2 separate regions of the Pan troglodytes genome follow, and region 2 is linked to region 1. A link is a contact called in public capture Hi-C data. All regions are on one chromosome and are shown on one strand. Each heading gives the region's core, a stretch centred on a gene start, on an enhancer-like site or on the middle of the called end of the contact. The rest is flanking DNA. Distances are from core to core; before and after follow the strand shown. Region 1 overlaps LCP1 (lymphocyte cytosolic protein 1). Region 2 has its middle 13 kb from the start of ERICH6B.

The links. Capture Hi-C pulls out chosen DNA fragments and counts their contacts.
Region 2: a contact with region 1 is called in a capture Hi-C map of stem cell-derived neural stem cells, with 3 times the contacts expected there. The contact joins two enhancer-like sites. A contact is called at or near these places in 2 of 7 Hi-C or Micro-C datasets (induced pluripotent stem cells and stem cell-derived neural progenitor cells) and 1 of 1 other capture datasets (stem cell-derived neural stem cells).

Annotation. Positions count from the first base shown.
Region 1 is chr14:44,800,517-44,803,938 of NHGRI_mPanTro3-v2.0_pri, reverse strand. LCP1 (lymphocyte cytosolic protein 1) reads right to left here. Exons shown (of 21, transcript XM_054665285.2): 21 at 2,725-3,422. Among named protein-coding and RNA genes, the nearest start is that of CPB2, 20 kb to the left of the region's middle. Within about 2 kb of position 1,623, at least 6 of the 24 cell types and tissues checked have an H3K27ac peak or open chromatin away from gene starts, as enhancers often do. A contact at or near this core is called in stem cell-derived neural stem cells, where this site is marked.
Region 2 is chr14:45,291,521-45,294,942 of NHGRI_mPanTro3-v2.0_pri, reverse strand. No RefSeq gene overlaps it. Among named protein-coding and RNA genes, the nearest start is that of ERICH6B, 13 kb to the left of the region's middle. Within about 2 kb of position 1,867, at least 1 of the 24 cell types and tissues checked has an H3K27ac peak or open chromatin away from gene starts, as enhancers often do. A contact at or near this core is called in stem cell-derived neural stem cells, where this site is marked.

The DNA.
Region 1 (3,422 bases), core at 374-2,873:
GACTGAGAGCACATGGAAATGTCCGGTGCATTAAGCCTCAGTCTGAAATAGGCTGATCTAAGGCAGGCTAAGAGTTTACCCAGTCTTTACAGTGGAGATCACAACTGTGCTCCCAGGGACAGACTAGGGCTGTGTGTGTGTGTGTGTGTGTGTGTGTGTGTGTGTGTGTGTGTGTGTGTGAATGTGAGTCTAGGTGAACAAAATCACTAAGTTGACTGATACTTTAAAAGGTCATTTAATCCAATGCATTGCATCAGACCAACCGTAATGTCATAATTTCCAGACAGGAATCCATTCTATTCTAAATACTCCGCAGGTAGGTCTATTTCACAACTTATCTCACAATTACCTCTTTCTGTTCAGCATTTCCTACATTCAGGAAACATTTGTTTATAACTAATATAAATCAGTTTTTTAAAACTTACGAAACTCTTACTAAAAATCTAGAAATGTCCCTGGTTCTGTAGGGAACAACAGCATGAGTAAGGCCCAGTTCCTGCCCACTTCTCATTCATCACAACTGAATTCTTCCAAAAACTTTTGTTGATCCTTTACTCAGAATTAATTTTTTCCCTGAGGTCCCGTGATATTTAATTTAGAAATTTGTTATCGCATTGATCACATTCTGCTTTTTATTATGGTTTATGTGTGCATGCATGCTGGTTAACACGCTTCTTTAGACATAAAACAGAGAAGTTTGGATTGGCTAGAGCATCTGTCCCAGCTTAGGGTTTTTAATAAAATAATTTGAGGAAACTTAAGAGGATCCATGTCTGACTACCCAATGTGCTATATTTTTGCTAGAGAAGGAACTTGATAAGTACCTGTTGAATTAAAATTAACATTCTGTGCTCAAGAAGTGGGTATAATATTATCCATTGTGGCCTTATTTTTGGGGCAGAAGATTAAAACAACTTAAATATCTATTTAGAGGCCACTGGTTAAATGGAGTTTGGTATGCCTATACAGTAGAAGACCATGTACCTGTTGGAAAGATTGAAGTAGGTCTGTATGCACCAATATGAAACAGCCTCCAAGACACGGTATTAAGTAAAAAAAAAAAATGGAATAAAGAGTGATGTTTATGGTATGCTAATATTTGTTATTAAAAGGATGTGTGGGTGTGATATGTGCACAGAATATTTCTAGGACACAAAAGAAATTGTTAACAGTGGTTGCTGATTAGGAGGGGAATTTCAGTGCAGTCTAGTACAAATAGAAAGAAACAATATCTATAGCCTCTTGATATGTTGGGAACAGAGTGACCTCCTAAGTATAGAAGGTGCAGCAGTGTTTAGGCCAGGAAGGAGCTACCTCCAAGAAGAAGTTGCTGGTAAAGCCCGGACACACAGCTTAGGCACAAAAGCCCAGCTTCCTATCTGCTGTGTGGGTGGGTGGCTCCTCTGCAGGTCAAAGTGTGATCATGCCAAATCGATGGCCAGCTTCTCTGTCACAGCAGCCCAACTGAGGAAGTTGGCTGCAGCAGAACTCCTCTGCATCCCCCCAGTGCACCCCCACTTCTTCCCAAGTAAGGCCCCGCCAAGCTGGAGAGGAGATCTCGGGCACTGCTAACCCCAAAGATTCCTCCTCAACTCAGTCTAGACATTGTTTTGCACCAATCCCTAAGTCTGACTTTTGTTTATGATTGGGTTTGTTGGGGCTCAGAAAAAAACGAAACCCCAAAGTGTGGCACTTTGGTATGCAGAGTACTTTGAACTAAAGGAGACTGGAAAGCCTCCAAGGAAACCTCAGAAACAAGGTCTCCCTCTCTGATCTTCTCCTGCCTTCCTGTCTCCTCCCCTTCTTTCTCCCCTGAAGCAACTCACAGAAAGCAGAATTCCTCTTTCTTAAGGAGGGTCATAGAAACTAGAACCCCTTTCCCCCAAAGCAAGCCATAAAACCCTAGAAAAATTACTCTAACCTTCCCCTGCCTTTCTGTGTAGACAGTGACGGTAAAGAAATTCTCTGGCCTACCTTGCCTGATAGTAGGTAATAAGACCCTCGTTCCAGGGGGGTCCTGCCCTGATCCCTGGAGGAAAAAATGCTACAGACTGCAGCCAAGAAGAATCGGAACACACAGGCCTTGCTGGGCTTCCCCTTCCATTTATTAGCCTTAGATCACAGCCTTTTGCCCAATCACATTTCTGCATGGCCGTTCATTCTGCATTAAATCCAAGCATAAAAATGAACAGATTTCCTTGGATCTTTGGGTTTTCATTTCTAAAAGCTCCCATGTCATGTAAAACTTCGATGAAAGAAATTTGTTACCCTTTTCTCTTGTTACCCATCTTTTGTCATAGTATTGGCCGTGACTCTTATGATAGGTGAGGAAAGGTATCACACCTCTTCACTCCTACAAGTTCAGTGTATTTCTGAGTTTGGCTCTCAGCTTTAATTTTATTCCCTGCTTTGCCTAACGGAAATTTATTCTTCAGTTTTAAGCCAAACTATTTCTCCTCAGACTGTTTCCTGTCATAAACTCATGTCTCACCCTGCCCTTCTTTTTATCACTTGTCACATCTGTTATTTTAATTGTTTAACTTCCGTCTTTCCTAAGACAGGCATCAGCTGAGCACAGTGCCTGTTTAATTCATAGGCACATTCCTAAAACCTTGCACTATGCCTAGCACATACTAGGCACTCGAACGTCTTGGAGGAATGAATGAATGAACGATTTATAGCACACTGTTAGCAAACTTTCAAAACGAAACATCCAGAGACACCTAATATACGGAACATTTTATTTGGAAAGATTTCGAGCATCATTCTCTTTTCATTTTTTATTAAGGCAGTAACATTCTTTCTTCCTGGAGGCGGAGGGGGGAAATCATCTGAGGCTACAGTAAGTTCAATCTGAAGTCAAAACCAACCAATTTGTATTCAGAAGCAGCAAAAATATTGGTTATGGGCTGGGAGGAGCCACATGTTGGCTTTCTGAGTCCACTGCCAAGGAACAGATCCAGAGCAATGCATTTCAATTGCTTTGAAAAATGGCTAAGTTCCATTACATACCACCACTAAAGAAGATACCTCATTGATGGAGCTTTTCACCATGATAGAGGGCGTCTAGCGTTGGTTCACAACGGCCTGTTGCTTTTTAGCCTTCAGTTGGTTTAGGGGGAAATTGCTCAACCTATGAGAGCTGCTCAAATTCATACTGTTCTGGTTTTGCTTTGGAATTCTTTGTCCAGTAAATTAGCTCTTCATAACGCAGTTCCGCCATTTCTTATCCAGTATAGATTCATTCTACCCTTGACAGCTGGCTAGGTGTGTGTGTATGTGAGTAGGGGTGCTATTGATTGGCACATATTGTCCCCCCTGGAGTTTAGGGGTGGCAGAAAGCTTTTATAGTACCAAAAAACTAAACATTGATAATATGGCCTGACAACAATCAGATATGCTAAGCTCTAGAAGCAAAAGCA
Region 2 (3,422 bases), core at 618-3,117, 490 kb before region 1:
TAACAGTACAAATGTATTCGCACTTTTCGATCGTAGTCAAGAGTTTATTTAACCTTTCTCATTACCAAACCTTACTCAAGACTCATTTACAACTCAGAATAGAATTTTTAAAACATTCATTAGTTAGGCTGAAGTTCAGAAAAGTAAGACTAAGTAAAACGGTTTTCATTGCCAGGACGAAACAAAAGCCACCGTGAGGTGCCACCAGCACTGAATAGAGATATGTTCCTCTACATTAGAAAAGAGTTTCAAAAGCAGATTAACTTTTGTTGTTGTTTCTTTTCTCAGCATTGACTTTGGCAGAGCATTTTTAAAACCTGGTAAAGAGGAAGCAGTGAAAAGCAATAGAATCGAAGGGGACAAACAGAAGGATACCAAATAGAGTTACTCCTTGGAGCTCAGAGAAATTTTTCCACAGGCAGCACTCCCACCCTGAGTTCCTGGGTGCACTTTGAGCTAGGTCTGGTGTCTGCCTACCCCTGAATCAAGAGGGAAGTGAGCTCACCTCACTTCTCTTCCTGCCTTCTGTTGCTCCTTCATTCCCAAAGCCAGGCTTTCTCTCCTCTTCAGCCACTGGCCTCGAAATGACTCATTCAAAGGCCAATTCCTTAGGTTGCTGGTAGTAATAAGAGACCCCAGAGCCTAACAGAAGTTTCCAGAGATAACATCTATTGCTTTCTAGCATCTGCCTGTTACACTGTGGAGCCAAATGAGGTTAGGCTGATAGCAATTTGTTTTTCACAAAACCAAGCTGATGGCTTCTCTTTACCTCATATTGTTCCAATGACTGCAAACAGACTTGGGGAAAATCCATTTTAACATCGGTCCAGATATTACAGTTTCGCAGAATACTCTAAAGTTGCCAGGGGCACCTTTTTTCTTTACAAAGCAGGGTACTACCTTTATCTTCTTTTAGAGCCCAGGCACAGGGATGGGACAGGGGGCTTGCTTTAACCCTTATCAGGGTCTTACTCGTACTAGGTTCTGTGCATCATGTCCTGCTTAGTGGTAAGGCTTCTCAATTCTTAGTCTCATTTGGATTTCCATCTTCTCATTTTAAGAGTGAATGGCTCTGACAATTGAAACTCAGATAACTTTTTTCCAAAGAACAACAGGGGCAAACTAGTTTTTGAAAATCCTGCCTTTTTATATATTGATAGTCAGTGTTTCCTCCCCCAGGGCAGTGCTTCCTTTGGTCCTTCTGTAATTGAAGAATGAAAGAACACCCTCCAGGATGAATAGTTCCCTTATGTGTCTTCAAGCTCTTTGCCTCATCCAGCCATAAGAAGTTGTACCCCAGGGTAACAGAGGCTAGGGATTATCTACAGGCCCAGAAATATAAGAAGAACAAAGAGGTCAGCACATTGCTATCTTGGCTTTACTGTACAGAGCCCTTAACCACATTTGAGAGTGTCATAAGAAAAAAAATAATCCCTGAATAGTTAAAAAGAAAAAAAAAGAGAAAGAAATCAAACACCATGTGGATCTCTCTCTTTGGTTGTACAGCAGATCTAATTCTGCTGTACATGGTGGCTCATATAGAAGTTTTTTTTCCCTCTTGTGTTATATCCTGCCTAGAAAATTTAAATCTCTTAATAAGCTAAAGGGTAAAGAGGTGTGCTTCAAGTTCCTTTACCTTATTTTTAGCAGGGTGATCAGCTTGCATTTGTGACACTCACAAGCTGTATGTGCCTTTGTAGGGAGCCAAGCACAATATGTTCCTTGTGGATTGGAGGGACTGAGCTTCAGTCAAGCACCCCACTGTGGGGGTCACTGACTGAGTCCCTTGAACAAGGCAGATAAATGCCAACCACAAGAACACTGCTTCTCTGGAAGCAGACTCGTGGGATGTCTGGTCTGAAGCAAGCTCAGCTGCTGTCCCAGCCCAAGAGCCCTCTGCTACCACCCTGGATGGACCAAGCCCCTTCTTAGACATAGATGACCCCATAGCTGCCAAGGAAAATCCTGAGCTGTCCCAATGCTGGTGGCAATTGGTAGCAAGACTTCTTCACAGTTCTTCCTGGATCCCGTTGGAGAATCTCCCTGGAAACTGATGGAAGGAACCTCTTATGGTGCACTTATTTGCCGCAGGGTTTCTTGTTCTCTGCTCATATAGTGATTTGGGGTAGAGGTAAACTTTGTATCATCAGCATTTAAGGATGATCAGATTTAACTGTATCCAGGGATTGAAAGAATTTTTCAAAGCTTTTCTCCCCTGGCCACACTGAGCAAAGAGAACATTGTCTTTTAGGAATCAAGAAACATTTTGCATCTCAAGGCAAAGTTTTGCTGTAATAAAAAGATGATATGAGCTGCCAGTTAGCTCAGGCTGCTTTTGGATGTAAGGTCTGTGAGGCATAAGCAGAGTGCTGCTAAATTGAGGGCAGGTTCATTGCAGGGTGTGAGCATGGATCTGAGGGCAGTGTTCTCAAGGCAGGGATAAACGGAAGGCTCCGTGGAATCTGGCCGCTCCATTTGTCTACACTCTCACTTGGTTCAGCCAGGCGGATGATGAGCCACAGTGTAAAATAAAGAGACTTTGAATTATTATCTCAAAATGTGAACAGTTTCTATAACCTGTTCTAGGGGATGATGAACTCATCAAGGGAAGAAAGTTGCCTGGCTCCAAGAGAGCAGAACTGTGATTGGATACCTGCGTTCCAGTGATTATAGTTCCTTTTGATCAGTTGGGATTGGGAGCGAAGGTCAGAGTGGGTATTTTAGTAGATATATGAGAGTGGATTTTGGATATAAATTATGCAACACTGGAAGTTCAACACAGATACAAACTGAGCAGCTCCTTCTTGGTGTTTGGGGATTTATGACTGATTCGTGGTCTGCTTATGAATGGGAATAAGTCGCCCTTCAGTTATGAAAGTATTTTTCACGTTAGGATGCTCATAATTAATTAGGGGTTCATGTGGTGGGGTCAGGATGGGAATGCTTCGTGTTTTGACCCCCTAAAGCTGTGTTCCTGCCAACAAAGCCTCAGTGATAGATTTCTTTCATAGTTCACAAAGGAATTATTAGCTCTTGTCTCTGAGTACCGCAGGAAGCACTTTTATGGCTCCATTTAAGTCAGAGCTTGTTCAGGTTATGGTTGGGAAGCTGATTTTTCCTAAGACAAATCATACAGTATATTTTGTTTCAATCCGAGATTTAACATTGAGACTCCTGGGTAATGCTTTTGTTTTCTAAACATTTGGGATATAATTGATTTAACTTTTCCAGTAGGAATTTAATAAGAATTCTAAACAACTCGGCCTTTACCTGGCTGAGCTAATTAAATGAAGGGAAACTAGAAGCTATGTACCAGCCAGGAATTATTTACCACTTGGTTTACTAACCTGTGTCCCTTTCAGATGACAGCCTGGTGGCTAAAGCTGTGACTTGAGTTCTTTCTGAAGCAGCAGAAGCCCCAG